2 separate regions of the Gossypium hirsutum genome follow, and region 2 is linked to region 1. A link is a contact called in public Hi-C data. All regions are on one chromosome and are shown on one strand. Each heading gives the region's core, a stretch centred on a gene start, on an enhancer-like site or on the middle of the called end of the contact. The rest is flanking DNA. Distances are from core to core; before and after follow the strand shown. Region 1 holds the start of LOC107948613. Region 2 holds the start of LOC107948568 (histone-lysine N-methyltransferase, H3 lysine-9 specific SUVH4).

Region 1 (5,144 bases), core at 1,729-4,228:
TTTGAACCCTATGCAACCTTGGGCATTGATTGATTTCTCCACATGCTATGAGAATTTTGTTATGGAACTGCAAATCATTATCTATGCTACATTGGGTAGTTAGGTGGTCTTCTTTTATTCACAAAAGTTTGTTGAATGAATGTAATGCAACAATTGAATGCTATTATTTTTTTCTTCTCTTCTTTGGGTTATATGTATTCTGTGTATGGTTGTATTTTTTTTCCATCAAATATATGGGTTAAATATGTAAGAGGTTCTTGCTTTTTTTTTTCTTTTTTTTTAATCTTTTTAATTTTGTTATTTTTTTGATAAATAAGAAAAGGCCTTAGATCAATTTATTCTTACATAGGGAAGGAACACCAAATTATAAAAGTCACTGATGTTAAGATTATAAAAAGATAAAATAACTCTTTTAGTTTACAATTTTTATCAATTTAGTTAATATTCTTTAAATGTACTTAAAAATGATAGAAAGAGAAAATATTAAAAATCTAAATCTAAAAAATTCTACTTATTCTTTTTCGGTTTGGGATATAATCTCGACAGCCTTAACAAGGAAAATAAATAAAAAAAGCGTTCATAACAAAAAGGTTCTCCTTCAATATTTATCAAAAACATATATATCTTTCAACAATGTAAATCTCCAAAAACAAAAGTTAGTAGCGATTTTTTGGTGAGAAAGTTGAAGATTGTTGTGGGTAAAACTCGGGTTCGGGCTGGGCCCAGAAAACTTTTTTGACCCGGCCATAAATATGGGCCTGAAATTTTATCCAAATTCAGCCCGAGAAAAATTCCTAAGCCCGAGCTCGGCCCATTTTTTAATAAACACCAAAAATTTATTTTTAAAATAAAAAAATAAAAAAGTGTTTTAAAAATATTTTAAAATAAAAAAAATAAAAAAAAAATATTTATTATATTTGGGCCAGGTCGGGCCCGGGTTAAAAAAGTGGTGCCCGAGGCCCGGCCCGTTTTCTAAAGGGGCCTCATTTTTTGCCTAAACCCATATTTCGGGCCTATATTTTTATCCGAACCCTCTCATATTTCGGGCGGGCCGTCGGGCGGGGCGATGAACACCTCTAGTTTCTTCCCATGCACAGATTATCAAATATTTTAGTTAGAAATAAAGATTGATAATATTAAGTTTTTGAAAAGTATTTAATTTTGTATAGAAATTTAAAAAATATTTTTTAAAACTATTTTTAATTATTGAAAAAACATTTAATGTATTATTAATTTTAAAAAACTATTTTAGAATTATGTTTTAGGGAAAAAAATTAAGAAAACAATTTAAACCTGATTTTGAAAAAAAAATTAAAATTGTTTATTAAAAGTAATTACGTAAAATAAAAAAATAAATTGATTTTATAAAACATGTTTATAGAAAAAGAAATTAAAATAATTAAAAATAAAAATAAAGAAAGAAAGAAAGCGTTTTTAATTTGAGTTTGTAAAATAATGAATGGCGGGTTATACCTTATTTTAATATTAATATTAAAAGTGATTATGCGTCAAAGATTGAAAATGAAAATATAAAAAATTATAAATAATCTTAATTATAAAAAAATATAAATGGTTTAATTATAAAAAACCTTAATGTGAAAATATTTTTAAAAAATAACATTAAGCATTGATATTGAGTTTTAAAGGGAAAACATAAAAAATATTAAGAGCTTAAAAGTTATAAATAAGTGAAAATATTAAAAACTTATCTCATTATAAGACATTATCCGTAATACAAAAGTGAAAAAAGAAACCCATAGGGTTACTATATATTATGAGTAATTGTGGGTAATAATAATCAAAGTTGTCACTTGTCTAAATTATGACTATAGCATAGCCGAAAGAGCAGTCGAGTTACAAAGTTGGTATGGATAGTAGTGCAAATACATGCTTCCTTCATATCTCATTACCTGAATCATCGCTCTGCTCTCCACGCAGCAGTCGGTCGGCTGCACCCTGTGAATCACAGTCACCTTCAATCTGATACTTCTTGTGTTGGGTGCCATCATCATCTGTCTTCATGAAATGGAAACCCATTATATACCTGTATTCCCCAGTTCCAAGGCATCGAGAGCAGTAGCTAAGGCCACTGCCACCACAACTCCTGCACCTGCACCAGTAGTAATCACAACACAAGTTCACCTTTGCCTACCACCACTCCGTATGCAGCTTATATATTAACATGTATATTGATACCTCACCATTTTGGCCATTCTCCCTTGGGAAGCATCTCTAGATGAACTTGGTTTGTCCTTCCTACAAGTTTTTAGCAGAAATAGGGAATGCATCATATGATATCACAAAAGAGATGCATATAAATATGGTGGTCGAAGTAATAGAGCTAAAAGAGCATAGAAAGCAGTCAATTAAAAAGGCGAACAAGGATTCTTATTATTATTATTATTACATAAAAGGAGAGAGAAAGACCTCTTCCATAACAATAATGACAATCAACTCTGCCGCTCCCCTTGCAGACAACGCACGGTGGATCAGGCTTCCTCATCCTCTTTCGCCCAGCATTTGACTGCAATTATATATCAACATTATTTTCAGAAACTCAGCAATTGATTAGGTGTATTAATTTCAGCATCATAAACAATAGAATCTAACCATGGACATGATTACAAAGAATATCAGCAGAAACGTTAACCTAAAATTAAAACAAACATAGCAACAAGAACAATACTTGATAAAAACATCAAAAGGTCAGTCTACGAGAAATAGGAAATTTGACAGTGAATTAAAACTTAGATAAAAAAAAAGTTTGACCTCAGTTCTGACAACCCAAGTGGGTTTAGGGAGTACGAGAGGAAGAGCACCGTTGGATTTCCGACGCTCCGATTGGAGGGCTATGAGCAGGCTCGCTGTTGACGCCACTGCCATCGATATTCAAGTCAGATTATTTTTCCCCTTACTTGAACTGAGTTTTAAATCCTTTTAGCTTTTATTTATAGGTCAAATTTTAAAAAAGCCCCTGTACTATACATTTTTGTTAGATTTACTCCCTTAATTATAATTTGACTACTCTTTGAAATGTGTATGTTGAGTGTTTTAAGATACGTTTTCCCATTAATTCTGTCAACTGACGTGTCGTATATGTTTTTGCACACTTCAAAAAAGGAAGAGAAAATGTATAATGGTGATTCTTTGACAATCTCACTTCAGTTTTAAATTAAAAATACAAATTTTTAAAGGTGAATGTACACTAAACTAAATCTATGAAAATGTTTTAAGAAAAAAGATAAAAATGGTAATTGTTGAACATCAATTCACCATTCTTTTTCATCCTCAATGTAAAATTTATATGATTATTTCCAACAATACACACGACCTTGTATCAATCTTCTTTGCAAGCACTTTTTAGTAATTAATTTCATTTATTACATATTTACCACCTCTTGAACCAAATTAACCATTTTTTTAACCTAAGACTTCAAAGTCTCATCCTTGCTAGTGAGCCGAAACCATCTAAATCATTTTTGAATGAATTCATATCCTCTTGAGTATTAGTGCAAAAAGAGAAGGGAAAAGCCATGCTTTCATATTTATATTTTAAAAGATAAAAATAATAATTGAATTTATAAAAATAAACTAATGAACAAAATGCCTGGTTTTGCAAATGCAAGAGGGCAAAAATCTTAACTATCTGATCTGCGACCAAGAGCATCTCTGAAGCGCCCAAGTTTGGTGGTTGAAATCATCGTTGGACAAACTCAAAATACCAGATTGCTCATCAATTTTGTCAATAAGAAGCTTAAGCATTGGAACCTTTGACAGGGTTCCCCATGACCCCACCATTATCAACTTCTTCTGTACAATCAACAATCCATCATAAACCATACTATTTTATTTTAGAGACTAAATGTTTGCTTTGCAACTAAGATGAATTTTTAACAACTATAATACCTTGGGTCGTGTAAGAGCAACATTAATCCTATGCCAATCTGCAAGCAGTGAAGCACTGCAGCTTCTAGGATTCTCATTGGACCTAACAAAGGATACTAATATGCAGTCCTTGTCTCTCCCCTGGACAATAATGGTAATTGAAACACACATGCTCATTAATATGAAGAATTAATAATAGCACCCAAGACACAACAAGACAAGATAATAAAGGCTTGCTAAACTTCAGCCCAACCTGGTATCTGTCAATAGTATGCGTCTCCACGGATGCTTTGCAAGCATGTCTGATGAAACTTGCCTGTGAGTTATAAGGTGTAATGATGCCAATATCTTTGCCTTCAATTCCATTGTTGACTAATCCATCTGTTATCTACATGAAACGAGTAAATGTCATGCCATCCCATGCATCAAGTTGCATTCTGGTCGGTCACATTAACAACAAAAGAATAATTTCCGGGCAAATATTTTAGTCAAATTTGGATCCTACCTCTGCAATTATATAAGCTTCCATTGGATTATTCACAGTTTTCTGGTCTCTAGCCTCTAAAGCAGGCAACATATCTAAACATGGAAAACACTCTGGTAAGGGTTCAGACATACAAGTATTCAACAGATCCCAAGTAAAATTAAATAACTATCAAACCTGTATTAACAAAAATGACTGGCTTGCTTGGATTTAGAACCTGCATCCATAAGGAAATGTAAGAGGAAAATGCTATTTTTAAGTAGCACAAAAATGTTGAATTTTGATGATAACAGCAATCTTAGCACAAACCACATAGGATTCAAAAAAATAAAAACAAATACAGGTTATAAACAAGGAAATTAGAAACCACTCTTACAATTTTTAGCCATGATGAACAAGCGATTGGTTTTGTGAACTTGAGTTTTGCATTAGCTATTTCAGGAGAACCACAATGCAATCGATCACCGTATATCAAGGCATTTGACAGTTCCATAATACTTTGACACATTCGGTACTATAGGAAAAAGAATTAATAAATTCAGACAATAATAAAATATCAAAGAATTGAGATACAAAATTTTAATTATCTCAAGGGGTAACCTGGCTTTGCAATGGTGCAATTGCATGTGAATGTGCTTCTGATAGCCTACAGAACAAACTTATTCCCATTCCTTTTTCTCGAGCCTCTGTACTCTGGAAATCAATAGGCATTACACTGTGAAAGAGCTTCAAATTTTCTCCAGTAAGTTAAATAGCTAGAGCTGACGATAAATAT
Region 2 (5,144 bases), core at 1,878-4,377, 190 kb before region 1:
TATTTTATCATGAGTACGATGAGAAAATTTCAAATATATGTAGTTTCCAACAATCTACAACCATCCAAGTATATAAACAATGTAAATCCATAAGAACTTAAAATTCATACCTTCAGTGCCAGATTACCACGTTCCAAAACTTGATCTCGAATTTGTCGTTTATTACCAGTTAGGTCATGTCCTCCTTGTCCAGTGTAAACAACATCTTCAGCATTATCTAAATCATCCTCATACATGCCAGATAAAACTATAGCTACTGCAAGCGGGAATATATAGTGTTCATACTCCTGCAGTTTTCCAACCACAAAAATGTAAAACATAACAGAGCTGGTTGTGCCGTAAATGTTATTGACACGATGGTTTCATTCTTTGACAAACAAAAACAAAAGAACCCACTCAATTGAAAACATCCAAACGAATGACTCCTAAAGAGCATGCACCAAAGAGTTCATTCAGAAAAGTGAAAGCTGTCTAGAATGTCTAAATAGAAATAAATAAGGAAACAAAAAAAATAAGCAAGGTAATTACAGTGTTAATAAAACATGATTCTAGCGAAGATGGAAACTGAAAGCCTTGAACTGGTACGAAAGGAAAAAGAGGGGCAAGAGGCGACCATATTTTCAGATGTCAAGTCATGTTCATACATGTTTCTCTTAAGGGATATTTTACTCAACAACAGCTCTTAATGGTAGCCATCAGCACTTGATGACAGCAAAAGTAACAGCGGAAACCCCCTACACAACCTGGATTCTATCCAATTTTTGGGCAGGCTTGAGAGTACACTTGCAGTGCACAAGGTAGAAAGGGTATGATAATGCAGTTATAGAGCATCTTTAAATCAAAGAGCCATCCATTGAAAAAATAAATAAAAAGCTTTTAAAAAAGTGCAGACATCACTAAAACCCATTCACAGGAAAAAATTGAATGTATTACCCCTTTCTTGTAGGACTGTCCCATATAATCAATACCATTCAACCAGTGGCTATGAAAACCAACCGCAACCATTTCAGCACGAGAATAAAACCGATGACCAACATCAATGCCTGCCATACATTAAATACTTCTTAGAGGATAATTTCTTAAACTCATGAAACAAGATCTGGAATGCCCATTAGAGCACACGTTAGCCAACTAACACCAGCATGAAACAACACAACTGGGATAAGCTCTCACAACCAACCTGGAATGCTACCTATCCTTTTCTCAGGATAAAGCACCTCATTTCTCTCCATCATCTGCAAATGTTTTAATTTTGAGAAAATATTAGGGCATGTAACATCAAAATCAGTATTAATTTAACACCATAATACCATACTTAAAGAAAAAGAAATATAAGAATAAGAATAAGAATAAGAAATGGAATCGAGAATGTTTTACAGAGTTACCATAAATTCATAATCATCAGAACAGTTCAACATAGTTCACCCAAACAGCCAATAAATACATATTGATATTTCAAGGGAGAAAAATATAAAAAGAATTATTAATATGTTATTCTTATAAGGAGCTATGACAGCTTTTCATCAAATGAAGCATAGCATATGACCCCATCTCACCAATATGATTTGAATCAACAAACTAGAGGAGAAAAGATGAAAGTGGGTAGTTTATAAATTTACCCTTGAACAACTGAAAATGAAAGCTATGATGAATTCTTAAACAGAATAACCAAATAGACAAAAAGCACAAGTCTGAGACACTGAAAAGAACATGCGGCACATTTTCATTCACTTGCCTTCGATATTGCCTTTAAGTCAGGTCGCTTAGCTTTGGCCTTAACATCAGCCTCAGAAACACTTCCTCTCTGCAAATAGTTTGTACATTAACAATGAAATTAAGAAGTACATTGCATGACTGAAAGAGAAAAAAAGAATCCATGTTTCACCATTGTCACAGGTAGAAGAGGCAACAACGTCAGAAAAGTTATCACAAAGATACACAAACGTAAAGCTTGAGTATCATGAGCCGTACAACTGAAAACAAAGACAAGAATAACTTACATTGGCCTTCTTCTTGGCCTTGAGGGCTTTCTTGTCAACTTTAGCTGCTCCGCACCTCTTTTCCTCTTCCTATGAAGAACTAGAAAAGATTGTATAAGAATAAAATCTGCTTAACCGATCTCAAATGATGAACAGGATGCAGTGCAAAACATTATATAACGAAACCAGAGTAGTGAAGTTTCAACTGACATGAAGACCGAAAAATCAGTAGAAATAGAGACAGACCTGAACAAAGTGAAGATAGTGCTTGTTGAACAGCCTTATAGTCTCCTTGACCTTCATATGTGCACTTTTCTCGGCAACATTGGGAGCATTGGTACCGTCAAGCCCCTCTGCAATTTTGGCCGCTCGTTCCACCATTTTCGCCACTTTCTTGTTGATTTTAGGGTCAGCAGGGAGTGATGAAATCTCAGGAAGCTGTTGGATCACGGTTTGAGCAGGTTGTAGCTTTGGCTTTAGCTTTTCAGCATCCACATTAACTTTTTTGGTGCTACGTCCAACATCTTCATTCAGAAGCTCCAGTTTCCGCTTTGCCAAAAGCTCCATCTCAGCTTTCTGTTTGGCGGCTTGTAATCTGGCACTGGCTCTCCGTTGTCCGGCGACGTTGTCCGTGACAGCCGAACCATTCTCTTTTACCAGAATCTGGACCCTTTTGGTTCCGTTATTAGGCGTAGGGACAGAACTCTGGAGCGAATGCGGCGATTGAACCACCATATCGAAAATCTAAAACGGAAGAATGCGATGCTATGATGAAATGAAAGAAGGAATGTAGAAGAGAAGAGAGAGGGGAAAGTTAGGGTTAGAAGAGGAAAAGGCTAAGAAACAAAGATTTGACAGTAAGGAGCGAGGATGGATGGATGGATGGATGGATGAGGGAAAGCACAAACTCACAGCGCCACAGCCACAGCCACAGCACAGCAGGGAATCCTTAACTCATTGGATGACTAAATTCGAAATTAAAAATTAAAGAGAGACAGTGAGAGACAGAGGAGGGAAGATGCAGGTTTTTATTTTTTTTAACTTTTACATACATTTTTGCTATGTAATAGGAAAACAAGAAAATATAAAAGTTTGTGGGGATACACTACATGCATATTGTACATTTTCCTACAACTACGCTGGGTGTCTCTCAGGTATTCCGATTTGTAAGGTTTAATAGATTTAATTTTTTTCAAACTTTTTTCTATAAAAAAAGACATATTTTTCTCAAATTTAATCTTCTACATCTTTTCTATTATGGAAATGAAAATTCAACAAGTATGGAAACATATGAAAAATAAATACATTTATCTCAATTTTAATTTGCATTTTTTGTTGAAAAAATATGGTCTAGGAAACGGTTTTCTATAATGAAAAATTAAAATTTTGAAAATCGAGTCAGCTTGTAATATTTAAAGTAATAATTTTTTCCCGAAAAGTATTTTTCCTTTGTGCGAGACAAATCCTAGACATTCCTAACTTCCAACCGAATGATTTTTTCCGTTATTCTCATAATACGAATTGCTTCTAGTGTGAGCTTGAACAATCACGAATAAAAATAAAACTAGAAATGATTTATTACTTTCTGTAGGAAAGTAATTCTCTCTCAATAGAAACCGGTAAAATTGTAATTCCAAAAAATAAAATTTATTCTTCAAAAAATAAATTCACACTACTTTTTGGTAAAATACAATATATGAATCTTATGTAAATAGCTCTAATAGTGTGATCTAATTATGGAGAGTGATAGAAGAATCTTAGTTGAATTGGTAAAACACAAATAATATTTATTTAATAGAAAACAATATTCTACTATATAGAATGAGGTGGGTGGCACACCCTTGTTAAACTACTAGGATTGTCACCTATCTCATCTTATATTTGGTTTAATTATATGTGTTTTCTAAAATTTTAACCCCAACACTTTATAATTTAATCTCACTCAATATATTATTTTTTCAAAATAAATATTATTTATTTAATTAGATAAAATAAATTTTCAATTACATAATTTTTTCAACTCAATTCTAATGTCATTAAAGTCATGACAACTTTACTGTAAAAGAATCTGTAAGGAAATATATTTAATTTTCATATACAACGAATTCACAATGACTATTTAATTTAATTTAGTTTTAGAATTTCAATTATTTAATTAACTAAATAACAATTCAAAAACTTTAAATTAATTCTCAAGTCATTTCTATACTCAGTGAAAAAACAAATTCATTTCTCCACTTTCATCATTTCCATCAATTTATATTCATTTGGTTCTACATGGAATTCATTTCTTGTTTCAAAGAGCTAGTGTAAGGGGCTAGAACTTTAGTCTGGCAAATCGTGCTATAACATCCCCTAACCCAAACTGTCACCGGAACAAGGTTACGAGGATTACCGGACATATCAAACAAGTTACAAATAATTCTTAAATAAATAACGAACATATATAAAAGAATCATAAATTCATATAAATTTATGCTAATTGGCTTCTTTTTTATTTTAAAAATTTCGACAGTATTTTTGCTTATTTTTACTTAAAACCCCCTGCAAACTTAAAACCAAAAACAACCCAATACCAATATTTCAATCAATAATTTTATACTTTAAAACGCTACTAATCATACTTAATAAATTGATTCACTATTTTATTTATCATTCAAAAGAATATAACTATTTACCCACAACCAAGATCATTTAGCATATATATATTTATATATATACAACTCGTGTTCAATCACCTAGTACATGCCACTTAAGCAAAAGGAAGAAATACATCACCAAAATTTTCTTGATGGAGTCGGGATCTTTCTGGATGCTGAACTGGACCTTGAACCCTAATGACCTGCGCACGGGAAACAACCGTATACTGAATATTTCATACTCAGTGGTATTACTATAATTTAAATTATTTAAATAAAATAACAAATGAACATGTCAAATTATATAACAATTAATTCATAAATAAACTAATTTATTCTTAACTTTCATTTCTCAACTATAACAACTCAATTTGGCTATTCATCAATTTAATATCATATAACATTTCATTTGAACAAAAATCTCTTCATGAATCTTTGATTCATTCTTTTCATTCTCATTTCTCAATTTCAATTCACTTTTCATTTCATGAATAAAGTCGATCATTTTCATTCGATTTTTTCTATT

Evidence for each region. A called contact is a pair of places that touch in the nucleus more often than the background predicts.
Region 2: a contact with region 1 is called in a Hi-C map of leaf, with 1.7 times the contacts expected there. The contact joins the promoter of LOC107948568 here to the promoter of LOC107948613 in region 1. A contact is called at or near these places in 2 of 34 Hi-C or Micro-C datasets (leaf and seedling).

What each region holds. Positions count from the first base shown.
Region 1 is chrD04:14,809,603-14,814,746 of Gossypium_hirsutum_v2.1, reverse strand. LOC107948613 reads right to left here and starts at 2,978. Exons shown (of 4, transcript XM_016883233.2): 1 at 2,770-2,978; 2 at 2,428-2,524; 3 at 2,202-2,256; 4 at 1,742-2,110. The coding sequence starts at 2,883. The coding sequence ends at 1,897. It overlaps LOC107948602 (DNA replication ATP-dependent helicase/nuclease JHS1), which reads right to left. Exons shown (of 34, transcript XM_041092029.1): 28 at 4,970-5,062; 29 at 4,746-4,883; 30 at 4,547-4,586; 31 at 4,391-4,464; 32 at 4,139-4,273; 33 at 3,907-4,026; 34 at 3,474-3,810. The coding sequence ends at 3,643. It overlaps LOC107948609 (ribose-phosphate pyrophosphokinase 1), which reads left to right. Exons shown (of 8, transcript XM_041092031.1): 8 at 1-250. The coding sequence ends at 103.
Region 2 is chrD04:14,999,768-15,004,911 of Gossypium_hirsutum_v2.1, reverse strand. It overlaps LOC107948568 (histone-lysine N-methyltransferase, H3 lysine-9 specific SUVH4), which reads right to left and starts at 3,127. Exons shown (of 15, transcript XM_016883168.2): 1 at 2,226-3,127; 2 at 2,001-2,069; 3 at 1,736-1,804; 4 at 1,181-1,235; 5 at 934-1,043; 6 at 111-287. The coding sequence starts at 2,714.